Regions from separate parts of the Mus musculus genome. Here all the other regions are linked to region 1. Evidence: chromatin contacts called from public HiCAR-type, capture Hi-C and promoter capture Hi-C data. All regions are on one chromosome and are shown on one strand. Each heading gives the region's core, a stretch centred on a gene start, on an enhancer-like site or on the middle of the called end of the contact. The rest is flanking DNA. Distances are from core to core; before and after follow the strand shown.

The links. HiCAR-type assays count read pairs that join an accessible place to other places. Capture Hi-C pulls out chosen DNA fragments and counts their contacts.
Region 2: a contact with region 1 is called in a promoter capture Hi-C map of pancreatic islet, with 2.4 times the contacts expected there. The contact joins the promoter of Isyna1 here to the promoter of Slc27a1 in region 1. A contact is called at or near these places in 1 of 484 Hi-C or Micro-C datasets (uterus), 1 of 115 datasets of contacts at active chromatin or transcription factors (forebrain) and 1 of 9 other capture datasets (pancreatic islet).
Region 3: a contact with region 1 is called in a promoter capture Hi-C map of pancreatic islet. The contact joins the promoter of Il12rb1 here to the promoter of Slc27a1 in region 1. A contact is called at or near these places in 1 of 39 promoter capture datasets (hippocampal neurons), 1 of 484 Hi-C or Micro-C datasets (cerebral cortex), 4 of 115 datasets of contacts at active chromatin or transcription factors (bone marrow-derived macrophages, pancreatic cancer cells and stem cell-derived neural progenitor cells) and 2 of 9 other capture datasets (embryonic stem cells and pancreatic islet).
Region 4: a HiCAR-type map of astrocytes shows a contact between it and region 1, with 3 times the contacts expected there. The contact joins the promoter of Map1s here to the promoter of Slc27a1 in region 1. A contact is called at or near these places in 5 of 39 promoter capture datasets (cranial neural crest, embryonic stem cells, frontonasal cranial neural crest and 2 more), 2 of 484 Hi-C or Micro-C datasets (CD4 T cells and uterus) and 9 of 115 datasets of contacts at active chromatin or transcription factors (astrocytes, bone marrow-derived macrophages, embryonic stem cells and 5 more).
Region 5: a promoter capture Hi-C map of adipose tissue shows a contact between it and region 1. The contact joins the promoter of Fam32a here to the promoter of Slc27a1 in region 1. A contact is called at or near these places in 1 of 39 promoter capture datasets (pre-B cells), 1 of 484 Hi-C or Micro-C datasets (myocytes), 1 of 115 datasets of contacts at active chromatin or transcription factors (large pre-B cells) and 1 of 9 other capture datasets (adipose tissue).
Region 6: a contact with region 1 is called in a capture Hi-C map of embryonic stem cells, with 2.8 times the contacts expected there. The contact joins the promoter of Rab8a here to the promoter of Slc27a1 in region 1. A contact is called at or near these places in 4 of 39 promoter capture datasets (cranial neural crest, embryonic stem cells, maxillary cranial neural crest and 1 more), 2 of 484 Hi-C or Micro-C datasets (both in embryonic stem cells), 6 of 115 datasets of contacts at active chromatin or transcription factors (embryonic stem cells, extraembryonic endoderm stem cells, large pre-B cells and 3 more) and 1 of 9 other capture datasets (embryonic stem cells).

The regions. Positions count from the first base shown.
Region 1 is chr8:71,569,209-71,571,996 of GRCm38.p6, forward strand. It overlaps Slc27a1 (solute carrier family 27 (fatty acid transporter), member 1), which reads left to right and starts at 1,386. Exons shown (of 12, transcript NM_001357182.1): 1 at 1,386-1,680. The coding sequence starts at 1,514.
Region 2 is chr8:70,593,039-70,595,826 of GRCm38.p6, forward strand. It overlaps Isyna1 (myo-inositol 1-phosphate synthase A1), which reads left to right and starts at 1,443. Exons shown (of 11, transcript NM_023627.1): 1 at 1,443-1,505; 2 at 1,582-1,710; 3 at 1,785-1,946; 4 at 2,101-2,233; 5 at 2,323-2,516; 6 at 2,667-2,788. The coding sequence starts at 1,591.
Region 3 is chr8:70,807,047-70,809,834 of GRCm38.p6, forward strand. It overlaps Il12rb1 (interleukin 12 receptor, beta 1), which reads left to right and starts at 1,403. Exons shown (of 16, transcript NM_008353.2): 1 at 1,403-1,572; 2 at 2,785-2,788. The coding sequence starts at 1,506.
Region 4 is chr8:70,904,527-70,907,314 of GRCm38.p6, forward strand. It overlaps Map1s (microtubule-associated protein 1S), which reads left to right and starts at 1,448. Exons shown (of 7, transcript NM_173013.3): 1 at 1,448-1,601. The coding sequence starts at 1,478.
Region 5 is chr8:72,218,318-72,221,105 of GRCm38.p6, forward strand. It overlaps Fam32a (family with sequence similarity 32, member A), which reads left to right and starts at 1,428. Exons shown (of 4, transcript NM_026455.5): 1 at 1,428-1,543; 2 at 1,624-1,765. The coding sequence starts at 1,470.
Region 6 is chr8:72,159,739-72,162,526 of GRCm38.p6, forward strand. Rab8a (RAB8A, member RAS oncogene family) reads left to right here and starts at 1,462. Exons shown (of 8, transcript NM_023126.2): 1 at 1,462-1,744. The coding sequence starts at 1,621.

The sequences.
Region 1 (2,788 bases), core at 136-2,635:
GTGCAAGAAAGGGTCATGTCGAGGGAGGATGGGAGCTGATGTGAGCCCTGGGGTAATGGGATGTGACTTGTTAAGGTTTGGGAGGTAGAATTGGGATTTGGGGGCTCCTTATCTCAAAGAGCTGCCTTTGCAGCTCTCTCCACCCCCGGGTGTGAATTTCGACTTTCTCGGAGTCTGGAATGCTGAGAAGCCTCGGGGCTTGGATCTAGGACAAGCTGGATCAGGCAAGCTCCAGCACAGGCAGGCGCTGGGCGGGAGTGGGTCATGGGCGCAGGGATGGGGATCTTGCAGACTTTCTGGGATTTAGCGGGACGGAGCCACACCCCTGGAGCCATAGCCCCGCCTTCAGCACCTGCTTGTTTTCACCGCTTGGTTGCCGTGGAGACTCGTAGGTACCCTGGGCTAGCCGCTCTAGCTTGAGAGTCTCGTTGGGTTGCGGGCTCTCTGGCCCGCGGTTCTTCTCGATGGCCTAAGCCTTCCGGAAGGGGGTCGGCCGGTGCGGAGCCGGGTTGAGGGGCTGAGAGCTTTTGGCCGCGGATTGGAAGGTTTGGGGCGGGACTAGGTGGGCCGCACGGACCGGGCCTCTCTGTGAACAGTGACTGTCGAAGCCTGGAGGCAACGCGGGAGGCTCAGGTAGAATCTGGGTCCCGAATGCCAGATAGTCTCGGGACTGTGGGCGGGCCCGCGCCTGTGGGCGGAGCCATAGGCATCACCTGGCGCGTAGCCCGGGTCAGTGCGGAGGTGCGGATGGGGGCGGAATGTTGGGACTGCTGAGGGCGGGGTCAAAGGCTTCACCTGTAGGGAGGGATTTGAGGGTAGAGTGATCACCTGTGAGCTAGGGGGGTGGGGTCACAGGCCTTCATCTGGAGGAGGAGCCTCGATCAGGTTGCCGGACTTTGATTTGAGGCTCCCAATGTGGGCGGAGAAAGAGGCCTCAGTTGGGGCGTGGCCTAATGATGAGGGGGATGATGGAGGCTGTCCTTGTAGGAACACCCAGCCTCTGAGGCCGGATAAGCATGAGGATAACAAGTGAATTTTGAGACACAGAGGAGGGATGAGGCGACATTAGGGCATGGCCTGGACCATTGGCTGCGAAGGGCCTAGGTGTGTGCGGGTTACTAGGCGACCCCAGGCTTGGAGGGCTGAAGCTCAAGGGTGGAGCTTGACCGTGGGGGTGTCTAGCCACGTGGTCAGTGCTTGGGGAAGGGGGGAGGTCTGGCTTTGATGGGCGGAGGATAAAGATTGATATGGAAGTAGCCAATCCCAGGCCTTGAGGCGGTCAATGTTAAGTAAACTGGTTGGATTTGGCTTTCTTGGTGCTTAGCTCAGCGGCGGCGGGGCGGGACCTGATACTAAGGTACACGCTGGGGGCGGGGCCAGGCTTGTAGTAAAAGCGTTTGGGTTTAGGCTACAGTGTGGAAAAAGAACGCGGCCAGGGTCTGTGACGTGACCTGGGCGGGATCAGGACTAGGTGGGAGGCGGTACCTGCGGTCTCAGCTGTGTGCTCCGCAGGATGCGGGCTCCTGGAGCAGGAACAGCCTCTGTGGCCTCACTGGCGCTGCTTTGGTTTCTGGGACTTCCGTGGACCTGGAGCGCGGCGGCGGCGTTCTGTGTGTACGTGGGTGGCGGCGGCTGGCGCTTTCTGCGTATCGTCTGCAAGACGGCGAGGCGAGACCTCTTGTAAGTAGATGGAGTTGAAATTTAGGGGTCGTGGATGCATGGCCCTCGGGCGAGCTAGAGTCTTGCAGGGTGGTGTGAGGGTCCCCTTATGGCCTGAATTTGGTTTTATTGTCTGGGCTGGGGCCAGAAGGTGGAATGACTGACTGGAGGGCTCTGCAGGGTCCTGCAGAAGACAGAACTCTGGGGGGAATTGTTAGGGTGGTCGTTTGCCACCGTTAGAGTGGGTAGCTGGTGGGTATTGAGAGTACTAGGGGTTCCGGTGGCGTGGTGTAGACTGTGAGAGGCTTCTGTGGGATTAGTGGGGTGACCCACTGTCCAGATTCTTGGAATGAACAGGTTTGGGGTGAAGGAGCATCTTGCGGAATCTACAGGACTAGGGTGTCTAAAGAATCTGTAGTGTTGGCCCCTCAGATAACATGTGAGTGTGGAACTTTGACTATTATTCAGGGTCGGTGGGACGGTCTCTATGTATGCACAGTGTATGCACAGCGTCTCTGAGGAGTCAGGGTGTGCAGGGAACATGGAGGCTTCTGGGGTAACCTTAGTGTTGATGGAATTCAAAGTCTCAGGTCAACCCTTGTGGGACCATCTGGGTGCCTTCACAGATCTTCAGGGAGGCAGACTGGGCATCGTTAAGAGTGAGGAAACAGGTTTATGGGGGTGGGGGCAGAGCAGAATGGTGTGGAATGGGGGGTCACAGACTTACTGGCTCTGAGCTTTCTTTTTTTCTTTCTTTTTTTCTTTTCTTTTTTTTAGTGGTTCTCACCTGCCTTTGCTTCCTGGATTGACTTTCTTTCTTCCTTTCTCTCTTTCTTTCTCTCTTTCTTTCTGTTTTTTCTTCTCCTAAAGAAGCAAAGAAACTTCATTTGAAGCAAATTAGTCATGTGGTCAGAGATGACACTGTGAGGAGTGACAGTCGCTCCCAAGGACTCCAGGTCTTGTTTTGGGAAATGGGCTCTCATGTAGCCCAGGCTGGCCTGGAACTCTTCATGGAGCCCAGGCTGTCCTGGAACTCCCGATCCTCTCCCTTTATCTCCCCTGTACTAGGGTGACACATGAGGTTGCTGCTGTGCCAGGGTGTAGCACAGGACTTTTGCATTCTGCCCAC
Region 2 (2,788 bases), core at 193-2,692, 980 kb before region 1:
ATAGGTGGGACAGAAAGTTTGCTTGAGACTGACACCCTTTTAAAAACAATAGACCCCAGCGAGAATTACCTGTCTCTTAGAGCTGTCAGTCCAGCTAGCATCTGAGGCCATGGAGGCCGAGCATGGCCACCATCAGCCCCTGGCTCCAAGCAGAAAGCACAGGCTGGGCATGCGTCAGAGGCAGCATGTTTGTTTTCAAAGGGAAAAGTCAAAGGCAGCCTGTGAGGGAGGGCTGGGGTCAGTAGGACTCCCTTGAGGCCTTGGCCAGACTTCTGACAGTTCTGAGGCAGCTGAGGGGGTGGAAGGAGAGTCAGGCACCCTGTGGGCCGCTGTGTACTCACTACCTAGGAACAGCTTGACCATGCTCTTCCATCGCCTTCCCAGAGCCCAGGGCTAACCCTTGTCCCCACGCACCTCCCAACCAGAGCAGTCTGCTACAGCGACCCCAACCCCACCCTGGTCAAGGATGTCCTCCCGGGAAGGGCCCTTTTGGGGACTCGGCCTTGCTCCCAGCCCCGAGCCCCTTGCAAAATGAATGTCCCAGTGCAGTCTTTCTGCCTCAACCTCCCAAATGCTGAGATGACCGATATTGGCCACCAGACAGTTTCATTACCTAAAAGAGATAAACAATCTGCCATTTCTACTGTGGCACACCACAAGAGGACAGAAAGTGGGCAGCAATCTAAAGCACAACCCATTTCCCCATGGTGCTCCTCAGCCCTTGCATCTGAGACCCTCCCCGGAGCTTTACTTTAGGGGGTGTAGCGGGTTCCGCCTGTAGTTCTCCCATGACAATCTCCCCTTCATACATCAAAACGATCCCCAACAGTCCCCTCCTCTGGGAACCCTGCCTGAGTCTCTTCACCGGGATGAGTTCAGTTGGGCTGGTTCGTGTTAGCAACGGCAAATAAAGTCTTGACACCCACAGAGCGGGCCCCCTCTTATTTTCGTGCAGACATTTCGGACAATCCACCTTTTTGGCACAGCTCCAGCTGTGGAAAGTTTCCGCTAGGAGGAGGCCACTTGTTTTGGAAAGTTCTGGGGGCACCTCCCCCGCCTGCCTGCCGAGTTCCCATGTTCCTTATCACTGTGCCTACCCAGGGGGAGGCCGCGTAGACCTGCCCATTCTGTCTCCTCCTCTGGGCAGGGCCATCAGGCCAGTGATCGCAGCTGGAGGACTGGGAGAGGGCGGGACAGACAGCCGAGCAGCTCTGAGACCCCCCCCCCCCCCAAAAAGCCCCTCGACCAGACATGCCCCACCTCCCTGTCGGTGGCCATCGCTCATTGGCTGCCTGGTGGTACAAGGGTGCGCAGCGAGGTAACGCGCAAGACGCTCGCGCCTGAGACTCCTTCCGGCTACCTGGGTTTAGAGCACCCAGAACCCTGGTCGCAAGTCACGCCCATCAGGGGCGTGGTCGAGGCGTGGCATCGGCGTTTTTCTTCGCTGCCCCAGAGCCCTCGGGCCCACGCTGTCCGCTGCCGCAGTCTGATCCAACTCTGGGCCGGTAAGTACGAACCTATCCTAGGCCGTAAGGTTGGCTCTCGGGTGGTGATTCCGCGCTCACTGGCTCTGGCCCACAGCTCGCCACGATGGAGCCCGCCGCCGAGATCCTCGTGGATAGCCCGGACGTGGTCTACAGCCCCGAAACCATCGAGGCGCGCTACGAGTACCGGACAACGCGCGTCAGCCGCGAGGGCGGCGTGCTGCGGGTGCGCGCGGGGCGCGGGCGGCGGAGGACACTGGGAACCCGAGGTCCCGCGACTCACTCCCAACTCTTCCTTAGGTGCAGCCCAGGGCTACGCGTTTCACCTTCCGCACCGCCCGGCAGGTGCCCCGACTCGGGGTCATGTTGGTCGGCTGGGGCGGGAACAACGGCTCCACGCTCACTGCTGCTGTTCTGGCCAATCGGCTGCGCCTAACCTGGCCCACGCGCACAGGTCGCAAGGTGGGGGCCGTGGCTACTAGGAGAATACGGGGTGGGGGTGTGGCGAGCAGAACTGGGGGAGGGGCGTGGCTTGTTGGACTAGCGCGTCTCAGCAAGCCGGACCCCTCAGCCCCTCAACACCCTGCTCTGCTTGCCGCACCCCCTCCCTTCCCAGGAGGCAAACTATTATGGATCGTTGACCCAGGCGGGCACCGTGAACTTGGGTCTGGATGAGAACGGCCGGGAGGTGTTTGTGCCCTTCAGTGCGCTGCTACCCATGGTGGCCCCCAACGACCTGGTGTTTGATGGTGGGCAAAGCCTCGGGACGGGATGGGGTTAAGTGTGGGAGGGCCCAGGGTACGGGATGGGTCCTGTGTTAAGGGTCCCCGCAACCCAGGCTGGGATATCTCGTCGCTGAACCTGGCCGAGGCCATGCGGCGCGCGCAGGTCCTGGACTGCGGTCTGCAGGAACAGCTGTGGCCCCACATGGAGAGCCTGCGTCCGCGGCCCTCAGTCTACATTCCTGAGTTCATCGCTGCCAACCAGACAGCACGTGCGGACAACCTCATCCCTGGCACACGTGCCCAACAGGTGGGGTCCTCGACCCACTCCCAGGCCTTACTGTCACCTGTTACATGGCCACATGGTCTCTCCCTTTGGCAATAATTCCTATACCCCGGGGCCCAAGCCTCCGGACAACTTAAGACAACCTCCACCTAATCTTCCTCCTTCCTTTCCCAGTTGGAGCAAATCCGAAAGGACATTAGAGATTTCCGATCCAGTGCGGGATTGGATAAGGTCATCGTGCTGTGGACCGCCAATACGGAGCGCTTCTGCGAGGTGGTCCCAGGTCGCAATGACAC
Region 3 (2,788 bases), core at 153-2,652, 760 kb before region 1:
GGGGGAAACAGAGACAGATACATGTATTTGTGTGAAGGCAATGGTGGCAGAATGTGGACAGCTCCCAAAGAACCAAGTTTGGCCCCCGTGATGCTGAATCACTCCATCTCTTTGCCTCCAACTGGGGCCCCTGGACTCAGTTTCTTTATCTGTGATGTGGAGTCAGCCATAGCAGTCTTTCTGAGAGCAGGCCATTTTAAGACAATGGTGGGGGCAGGGTGCAGGTCAAACTCATGCTATACTCTTCCACGACCTAGAATGTTCTGAATGGCCTAGAACTCACAGCAGTACCCCTGCCTCAGCCTTCCAGGTAAGTGCTTGGATGGCAGGTTTGTGTTACTGCACCTGGCTTTCCCTGTGTGTCTATTCCATCTCCCTGACTCCATCCCTCCCCCAGCCCCTGGTCCCTCCCTGTGAGCACCAGGGAGCCAGTCTGTGTGGGTCACACGGGTGGAGTGTGCCAGGGCAGAGACACAGCCTCATTGTCCCAGAGCTGCTGACCTCATAGCCTTCAGGACACTTGACCCTGGGCCAGGCTGAGCCAGCTGTCCTGAGAACATAGCCCCTGCTCCAAGCTGCCCTCCCCCCAAAAGAGCACCATGAACTCATCTGTATAGGCCTCAGTTTCCCCTTATGCCCAACCCACAAAAGATTATCATCTGTGTGAGCCCTGGAACTTTTAATTTGAGACAGGGTTTCTCTGTGTAGCCCTGGCTGTCCTGGAATTCACTCTGTAGACCAGGTTGGCTTCAAACTCAAGAGATCTGTCTGCCTCTGCCTCCTGAGTGCTGAGATTAAAGGTGTGGACCATCACCACCGTGCTTTGATAACATCTTTTTTTTTCTCTCCTCCCCTGATGACATGTTTAAAGAACGGTCATACCACTTAATTTTTTCTTTCTCTCTCTTTCTTTCTTCCCTTCTTTCTTCCTTTTGTCTATATAGTACAGGCTGCCCACAAAAATCATGGCCATCCCTTATCTCAACCTCCCTGTACTAGAAAATGGACTTTAAAATGCAACCTGCAGGTGGGGGCTCAGTTTCTAGAGCATCTATCTGCACAGCATGCAGGAAGCTCTGGGCTCCATCCCCAGTCCCCGTTGGATCAGGAGAGGTGTGATACACACCTGTCATCTCAGCACTAGGGATGTGAGGGCAGGAGTTCAAGGCCAGCCTCAGCCACAGAGTAAATTTAAGTTCATCCTGAGCTACAGGAAACCCTGTCCCCACCCCCCACCCACCCCCCAAAAAAAACCCTCCAAGAGATTTCTAGGCTTACTCACCCCAAGGTGGGTTTGTAGTGCAGAGGGGCCCCCACCTTTGGGCTGACTTCCTGGCTTTTGCTTTCACTTTGACTGGCCTGGAGACAATGAGTTTTTCTTTCTTTTCTTCTCCCCCTCTTCACTTTCTTTCTCTCTCAGTGTCAGTGTGTTTCTGAGCGTGGACAAGGCGGCTGGGCCCCTTCAGCCCTGCAGAAGTTCCTGGGGCCTCACGACTCGGCTCCTCATGGACATGATGGGGCTGGCAGGGACCAGCAAACACATCACCTTCCTCCTGCTTTGCCAGCTAGGCGGTGAGTCCCCACCAATCCTTGCACCACTCTCCTGGGTAGGGAGGGGTCCCTGGCAGCCTACAGGCTCCATGGCCTGGTGGTTTCTGAGGCCGTCTTCCTCTTTGTCCTTGTGGCCTTGGATCTAACTTAAGTCCGGGTTTGAGTTTCCCCTCTCAGAGGAGTCTGACCCATTCCAATCTCCCATCTTCTTAAACAAGAAAAGCTCAAGGGATGGCAGACACATGGAAGATTGCATGTTCTGCACACAGCTTGCCATAGACTCTCATACATGGGATATGCACAGGCCGTGCCTATCAGGACAACGCCTGGACCAGGCTGAGAAGGGCCGGGGCCCCGTGGATCCACCTCAGTCATGGCTGCTGTGTGACTCTGGGCAAATTCTATGCCTCTCTATGCCTCTCTATTCCTCTGTAGGCCAGGCATCTGTAGCTTGTTGGCTCCAGGGATAGCAGTCAGGATTGCCCCAGCAAAAGAGCTGCAGGCCTTTGGAGGATACCATGTGCTACTCATAGCAAGAGGCAAGGGCCCCTCCTACAGAGGGCTACCATCCTAGAACCTGAGGCGGCAGAGAGGGAAGCATGACTTCAGGCTGCAGGGCTGGGGTCACCAGGGGAGGGAAGAAGACCCTCACCTTAGAATCCAAAAGGCCAATTTCACCGGACAATCTTGACATGCTTCCAGTTAGGCTGGCGTCCTTGCCTGGTGTGTCTACACTCTGTGTCTACATAGGCTTCTAGGGAGACCCTGGTGCTGGAACACCTCAGTGGAATCCCCACAGGACATCACCATCCCCCGGGGACTGTTATTGCCCCTGACTACCAGGATCGTGCACTTGTGGGGCTGTTACCCTCCTCAGCAGCTTGCTTTTCTAGGGCAAATGTGCTGCCCCACCCCCCTTCCTGTGTGTGCCCTTGGCAGTCACAGAGGGACCCATGGGCCACCTGGGGGAGGGATGACGGCTGAGAGAGGACGGACTGATGGACAATGGGTGGGTAGACAGGTTGGGTGAGAATGAGCGTTTGAGTGGGTGGGTGGATTTTTGGGGTGTGGGGTGGGTGAATTGGGTGGGTTGGTAGGGGTGTGGGCGAGGGATGTGTGGGTCTGCAGGCTGCTGTGCTGATAGCAAACAGACACAGACGGACTCGGGGGTGGGCAAGCTGATGTTCGCTCCTGTGCTCTCCCAGGCTCACAGGACTCACGCTTGTCTTTCAGCCTC
Region 4 (2,788 bases), core at 198-2,697, 660 kb before region 1:
GGGTGTGGAGATGCACTGCCAAGCCCATTCTGCACTGGATCTTAGCCAGAGGGCAGAGAATGGACCATCCCAGTTCTGTTTCCGTTATAACAACAGAGGAAATCACAAGCCATCAACTTCTGCAGGCTGACCAGTTAAGGGGGAGGAGTCAGGATTCAGGAAGGATATTGGCGCCAAAAGAGTATCCAGGAAGCTCAGACCATGGCTTGAGGACTTGGCTGATGCTACGGACTGATGGAGGAAGTTGGCTTGGGGAAGTCCTTTACAGAACGTCTGTCAGCAGCAGGCTTGATTTGGGTTCCTGATGCATCACACCAGTCCTGAATTGCCTTTGCTTGTTTTTCATTTATTTTAAAAGTCTGTCTGTCTGTCTTGTCAACACTGTGTACACCAGTGTTGGCCTTGAACTCACAAAGATCCTCTTGCCTCTGTCTCTAGAGAGATGATGAGGTTAAAGGCATGAATCTTTGTCTTTTTAAATTGTTGTTTCTTTTTGATATATGACTTGATGTAGCCTAGGCTGGACTCATATTTGTTAGGTAGTGGAGGTTGACTGTGAATGGAAGCACCTGGCTGGGCTTAGTTGTTTACTCCAGAGACAGAAGGCTCACTCTTGAGGGGAGCCAGCTGGTCCTTCTTGGGGTGAACAGCATTTCAAATACTTAACATGGAATGGCCAAAAAAGAAGTAAGATTGGACTGGGTGGTGGTGGAGCACACCTTTGAATTCAGCACTCAGGAGGCAGAAGCAGGCAGATCTCTGTGAATTTGAGGCCAGCCTGATCTAGAGAGCAAGTTCCGAGACAGCCAGGGCTACACAGAAAGACCCTGTTTCGAAAAACAAATAAACCAAGATGCAAGTTTGGGGTGAAAATGTTCCAGGTCTGAGTGGGAGCCACATAAGCAGTCTCCATCACACATAGCCCTAGTGAATCCCAAGCTGTCTACTGTCCCAACGTGTGGGAAGCTGTGGAGGCAGGAAGATCACAGTCCCAGGGTCATCTAGAGACAACCTGACTTGGTGTCAGATAGGCTTGGTGACTTTACCCCTCCAAAATGTCCTTTCTTCCAAAATGACCCGGCCCAGCACACACACCTAGCAAGCAGCTACACATCCCCAAGCTCTCTTCTGTCCAGGTTCTAACTCAGGAAGCTCGCAGGACCTAGCCGACTCTGGTTCTGTGCAGAACCCCTGTGATGGAATGAGTTTTCGGGGGACAGAGATTCTAAGCGTTGCTTAGCGGGAGAATGAATGAGGGAATGAATGAAAAATGAATGGATGAAATTTGGGAGGGATAACGGTATCTTAGTACACAGCCAGTCTCAGTCCTCTTCGGGCTCCCAAAGCCTAGCGGGCATTGACAGAGGGGTGGAGAGGAGGGGGCGCTTCCGGCCGGGGTCTCCGGTGCTTCCGGTAAGCTCCCTGAAGGGGCGTGGCCAGCGGGGCGGGGCGCTCAGAGCGTCGGGGCGGTGCGAAGATGGCGGCAGTGATGGCGGCGCCGGAGGCTGTGGAGGCGCCCAGCTCCCTACTGTTGCTGGTGGTGGGTGGCGAGTGTGGCTGCCCCGGGCTGCTGGCCTACGTCATGGAGGAGTTGGAACGAGGTCGGGTCCGTGGGGACTTGGGGCGGTGGCAGCGGGGCGGGGCGGGGCGTCCGGGGCTGGGGGTTCCGGCGCGCGGCGGGCCGGGGTCCGGGTGGGGTGCGGGGTCCCTGGACGCAACGTTCCGGGCGTGGCCTACGATCCAGACGGGCATAGGGTTGCGCACGTGCCTAGCGGCGGCCTGGACAAAACTCTGCCACACGGGTTACTGGGTCTGGGTGGGGCGCGGCAGGCTGGGATCCGCGTGGGGCACGTTAGATGTGGCGTCACATTCCGGGGATACAGGGTTCGGGGAGCGGCCTGCGGCCGGGTGGGCGCTGCGTCCCCGACTTCGGGGTTCTGGCGGTGTGCGGCCTCACTCCCACGGCCCCTCCCTTCGCCTGGCTGGCAAGTTCCCCCGGCGCCCGGGGGCCTGCTTTCCGGGGGTGCTAATTGGTGCGTGGGTGGCGCGGCCGCCCCGGGGATGCTTGGCACGAGGGGAGCTGACTCAGGCGCACCTGCCACACTGGGGCATCGAGCGCAGCAGCATCCTCTGCAATGGGGTAGCGAATGCGATGCCTATGCCTGTTACCCCTGCAGTCGTGAGCTGAGGCCAGAGGAGCACTGCAAGTTCCAGGCCAGTCTGGGCTACAAGACAACCTATTCAAAATAAGTGCTGGGATTCAGTCGATAGATCTAAAGTTGCCTGGAGTGCTTGATCATGGGCTTCATCCCCAGCATTCTTCACTTGTCATCTCAGCACCTTTGAGATGCACATCAGATAAAGGGCTTGTCCTTAACTTCATAGAGCAGTTGTATTCAGCATGGACTACGTGAGACCATGTCTCAAAAAAAAATCAAATCCCCAGAACAATGTAGAATGCCCATCGAGGTGCATGGTCCTTGGGCCTAAGTGGGACAGCCTCAGCATACAGGCTGGGCTGAACGACAGGCAGTGTCCCTTGTCTTCTGAGAAGTGCTGATGTGCTGGGGAAGAGGACTCAAAGCAAGCAAGACTTCCATGGTGTCAGGGTACTTGAGGATGCTGAAGGCCTAGAGCAGGAGTTGCCTAGAGCAGGAGTTCTCAGCCGGTGATTCATGACCCTTCTGGAGAGGGGCTGCATATCAGATATTTACAGTTTGTAACTAGTAAAATTAGTTATCAAGGAGCAACAAAAATAACTTTATGAGGCTGGAGAGGTGGCTCAGTG
Region 5 (2,788 bases), core at 178-2,677, 650 kb after region 1:
TAACATCCAGAACTAAGGGAGTCACAAGCTTCGGGGCTGTGTAAGGAGAGCCTCGCACACAGAGAGAGCCTCTCACAGAACAGCAGTAGGGGCCTGATTCCCTGGACACACAGTGGAAGGAGCAAAGCAGCTCCCACAGTTGTGCTCTGACCTCTACTTGCTCTACACAGCACACAAATAAATAAATGTAACCTCCCCACTCCCCAAAATTGCTATAGAAAAAAAAAAATCCCAGCACATCTGTGATCCCAGTAGTTGGGAAGTAAGGTTGCTGGGCATGGTGGCACGCACCTTTAAACTCAGCCCTTGGGAGGCAGAGGCAGGTGGATATCCCTGAATTCACAACAGCATAGCCTACATAAGGAGTACAAGGACAGCCAAGGCTACACAGTGAGACCCTGTCTCAAAACAAACAAACAACCAAAAAGACAGTTTAATCATCTGCTACATAGCAAGCCTGTCCTCTATAAAACATCAACAAGACAAGCTAGGGCAGTGGCACACACCTGCAGTTCCAGTTTTCTGCATGCTCAGTCAGAACTGCAGCAAGCTAGAGGTCAGAGCAGTCTACACAGCAAATTCCACGTTTATCAGACTCATTTAGTGTCATGACACTTCTGCCCTCAAACTCACAGAAAAATAATTGTGACCATTGAGATGACTCAGCAGACAAAGGATCTTCGTCTATAAATATGACCACATCAGTCTGATTCCCAGGAACCCACAGCATAAGGCCTGAGAGTACTGCAAAGTGTCCTCTGTACTCCACGTGTGCTCTGGCACGTGTGTACACACACTCACATACACGTATACAGGTAACTAACTTTTAATGTAATTTTAAAGATTTATTCTTTCTTTTTTTTTTTAAGATTTATTTATTATTATATGTAAGTACATTGTAGCTGTCTTCAGACACACCAGAAGAGGGAGTCAGATCTTGTTACGGATGGTTGTGAGCCACCATGTGGTTGCTGGGATTTGAACTCTGGACCTTCGGAAGAGCAGTCGGGTGCTCTTACCCACTGAGCCATCTCACCAGCCCCAGATTTATTCTTTCTTATTACTTATTTCGAGACACAGTCTTTAGTTCTGGCTGACCTGAAGTCACTACATAAAACACGCTGAATCCAGAGATCCAGAGATCCTCCTGTCTCTGTCTCTGGAGTTCTGGGTAATTGTAATTTTCTAAATTGGAAAAAAAGTAATTAAGTAAATAATGCCACAAAGCAAAAGTGGATGCCCATAAAGTCAGAAATGGACGCCCAAATACGAAGTGTGTCTTTAGGCGAGCTATGTTGTTGGACAGTTGCCAAGACTACCCGAGACCGGAAGTGTGCACTTACTCTGAACCCTGAGGACGCGTGCGTCCTAGCTGACCAATCAGAAGGAAGCGAGGAGGGTTTCGGCCGGAAGTACTGTATGCAAACAGGAAGTGTGGCGGAGTTCCCGGGGCACGGCTTGCGAGCGCTATGGAGGCCTACGAGCAAGTCCAGAAGGGCCCCCTGAAGCTGAAAGGCGTGGCAGAGCTCGGCGTGACAAAGCGGTGAGGCCCGGGAGCCCGCGGTCTGTCCCTGAGGGCCGACCCCCAGCTCCGGCCCCTCTTACCGTCCCCCTCTCTCTCAGGAAGAAGAAGAAGAAAGACAAAGACAAGGCCAAGATGCTGGAGGCCATGGGGACGAGCAAGAAGAGCGAGGAGGAGAAAAGGCGCTGCCTGGACAAGCGCACGCCGGCGCAGGCAGCCTTCGAAAAGATGCAGGAGAAGCGGGTGAGGCAGGGGCAGAACAGGCCGGCTCCAACTGCCCGTGTAGCCCAGGCCTTCTCCCAACTCCTGGTAGCCTGGTAGCCCTGCCTAAAGTGGTCTTCTTGTGAACTGGGAAGACAGATGTCATCAGCTCTTAATGCTAGCCAAGTTCATTGTTCTTAAGTTACCACAAAGTCTGTTTCCATGACAACTCGCTTTCCTAGCTTCAAATGTACTTTTGTTATTTGAAGGTTGTGTGTGTGTGTGGATGGAACCCAGGCTCTTCTGTAACTCTCTATGTAGGCTGCAGTTGGCCCTGAACTACTGCCTCAGCTTTTTAGTTCCTGGAGAGGCTAGCATGGCCCACAAGGCCATACTAGTTATTTTGGGTGTTTGTTTGTTTGTTTAGTTTGCTTTGAGACAGGTTTCTTTATGTAGCCTTGGTTGTCCTGGCACTATCTCTGTAGACTTGAACTTCTAGGATGCAGTGTTACAATGTGATATCCCTGTTGAGAAAACCCAGGAAGGCACCTTCTCCATCTAACAAAGGGCATCAATTATGTATTGGAACTCCCACAGAGTTTCTGGGATGTGTGGGTCACCTTGCTGTCTCCCAGCCAATTGTGTTCTCTGGTCTGGTATAGCCTGTACTTCAGTGGAGTGTTTTGTTTTGTTTTTTTGCCTCTGCAATTGAATAACGACATGGGCTGGCTGGCTACGGTCTTGTGGCCCTTCTGGGCACCCTAATTGGACAACTTGATACAAACTAGAGTCCCCTAGGGTCTGCCACCCCTTCCTGCTGTCGTTGGTAGCTCTGGTCCTGAGTGGAAGACTTTATTTATTATGTATGCAGTGTTCTGCCTGCATATATGCCTGCAAACCAGAAGAGGGCACCAGGCCTCATTATAGATGGTTGTGAGCCACCATGTGGGCTGGGACTTGAACTCAGGACCTCTAAGAGAGCAGTCAGTGCTCTTAACCTCTGAGCCATCTCTCCAGCCCTGGGTGGAAGACCGTTGGAAATTTTTATTTATGTGTATGAGTGTG
Region 6 (2,788 bases), core at 212-2,711, 590 kb after region 1:
ACAGTGATCTAAACCCTGAGCCATCTCTCCAGCTCCTTAGTGTTAATCTTGATGCTGCTTCCCACAGATTTATATCTTAGGGGTGGGGTGGAGGTTCCAAAGGACAACTTGCAGGAGTTGGATCTCTTTCCAGTAAGTATGCCCAGGAATTGAATACAATCCTCAGATTTAGCAACAAATGACTTACTTTACTGGCTGAGCCATGTAGTCAGCAACTCAGATCTTTTTTTTTTTAATTTATTTATTATATGTAAGTACACTGTAGCTGTCTTTAGACACCCCAGAAGAGGGCATCAGATCTCATTACTGATGATTGTGAGCCACCATGTAATTCAGGACCTCTGGAAGATCAGTAAGTGCTCTTAAACACTGAGCCATCTATCCACCCCCCCCCACTCCTTTTTTCTTTTTAAGATTTGAGTACACTGTAGTTGTCTTCAGACACACCAAAAGGGGGCACTGGATTCCATTACAGATGGTTATGAGGCACCATGTGGTTGCTGGGTATTGAACTCAAGGCCTCTGGAAGAGTAGTCTTAACCGCTGAGCCATCTCTCCAGCCCTCAGATGTTTATCTTAATGTGGCTTTATTTTATTTTGTCACTGTTCTCCCGTTACTCCGGGACTACACCTCAACATATTAAAAAACAGAAGGGAAAAAAAAATGCTACTCTGAAACCTAGGAAAGTCACTTCACCTGTCTTCAGTATACTTACCATAAAACGAGGAAAAGATTACCTACCAAGCCGGGCTGGTGTGGGGTGAAGGACCTTGACTTATTTTTAAGTATAGATAGCACCCGCAAGCACAGAAAAGAAAACAAAACAAAACAAAACAAAAAACGCTGCCATTACTTGGAAATGATAACATAGCCCTACCGGCGCTGAAGCCCTGGGATCGCTCACGGCAATGGCCGGCTTGCCTGTACAGCACCTAAGTAAGTCCAATGGTGGGCGCCAAGGCCGAGGAGCGAGTCTGCAGCACATCTTAACCCGCGCCACTTTTGCACCGCCGAAAATCCTCCTCAGAAGCATTACCACAGGTACTTCCTGCGCTTCGCCTCAGCGCCGGCTGCGGCTACGGCTGCTGCTGCGCAGGCAGAGAAGGCGGGAAACACGAGGCGTTCTCTGCGCGCGTGCGCTCTCTGCCAGAGCCAACCGTCTTCCCAGTACGCTTGCGCCTGTTCACCAAGCCCGTCCCTCCCACTCTCTCATCAACCAGCGCGCGGAATTGTTGGGGTCCCTCCTGTCGGGGGCAGGGCCTGGACGCTGAAGGGCTGAGGAGAAGGCGCGCACGGGAAGGCGGGGTCAAGATGTGACCACACCCATCGCTGGTCATTTGACGCCCTCACCCTCGACTCTCCAGCACTAGCCAATAACAAACCTCCCTATACCAAGCGTCAACCAATGGGCTGTGCAGTCGGCTGCTTCCGGCTCTGCGCCGCTTTCGCCTTTTTCCCCTGGGCTCTCTGCGACAGGCGGGGCTCCGGGTGGCGGGCGTAGGCCTGGATGATGCGCGGCGGGCAGGGGGCCAATAGGGGGCGGGATCTGAGATGATAGACGGGTCCAGCGACCAGTGGCGAGGCGCCGGCCGTACTTCCCGTCGGGGAGAGAGTGTAATATGGCGAAGACCTACGATTACCTGTTCAAGCTGCTGCTGATCGGGGACTCGGGGGTAGGGAAGACCTGTGTCCTGTTCCGCTTCTCCGAGGACGCCTTCAACTCCACATTCATCTCTACCATAGGTAGCGGGGCCTTGGGCGGCCGGTGACCAGGGCTGGACGCGCCCCTATGGGGCTGGGCTGAGGGATCGACTCAGGATCCACTCGGGCCGAGGATCCGGGAGGGTCACGGGGCTGGACAGAGAACCGCAGCGGCCTCCACCTCCCGCCAGGGAGTCCAGGCCGGGACCCTGGCGGGCGCCGGAGACCAAGGTGCAGACAGGGACATGCAGGCTGCAGTCTGAGGAAGAGCCTGCCCTGGGGTCCTGGCGCCTGTCAACTCTCTGTGTCTTTACATCAGACCTCTACACTGTTCTTCCGGGGAGACCCCCGTCTTCCAAAAGTGGAAACTGAGGCATGGAGGTGACACCTGACCTCGTAGTTTCCTATGTGGCAAGCTTGGCATGTGCAGTATCAAATCTGTAGTGTACTCGTGATGGGTGCTTTGTCCCTGGAGGAGGAATTTGAAACTGAGGGAGGGTGCGGCACGCACTGAAGGTCACAGTCTACAGGTATTAGGGATGAGATTTGAACCCAGGTGTGTCTGACTCCAAAATTCAAGGTTCAGCTGTTCCAGAGCTTCAAAGGACCAGCACCACTGATCCACATCTAAGTCAGGACTCCAACCCAAAGTCCTCCTGCCTTCTCTCTGAGGAATGGTGACAGTATCTGTCATCCTGGTGGGAATACAAGAGAAAAAGTTCCAGTAAGAAACTAAGTCCAGCCATGGCTACGTGCAGCCTTGACTGACTTCCTTTCACTGGGCCAAGAACACCACCTGAACAGCTTTTCCCCAGGGCTGCCTCACGGCACAGTTGAACAGAATTGGCTTGTGATGGCCCCAGTTCTGACGTCAAAAATGGTGCTGACCATGCTCCTTACCATGAATAGTCATGGCTCACATTGAGTGTTACCTGGAAGTAAATCCTGCCAAACAGAGTGACCTGGATGGTGTATGGTCCTGAAACAAGAGAATAGTCACTAGGCTTGGTTTATCCCTAGTCAGGATGTGGTTCCATTGTTGGAACCCTGGGTGCCATCTCCAGCACCCTGAAACCAGATGTGGTA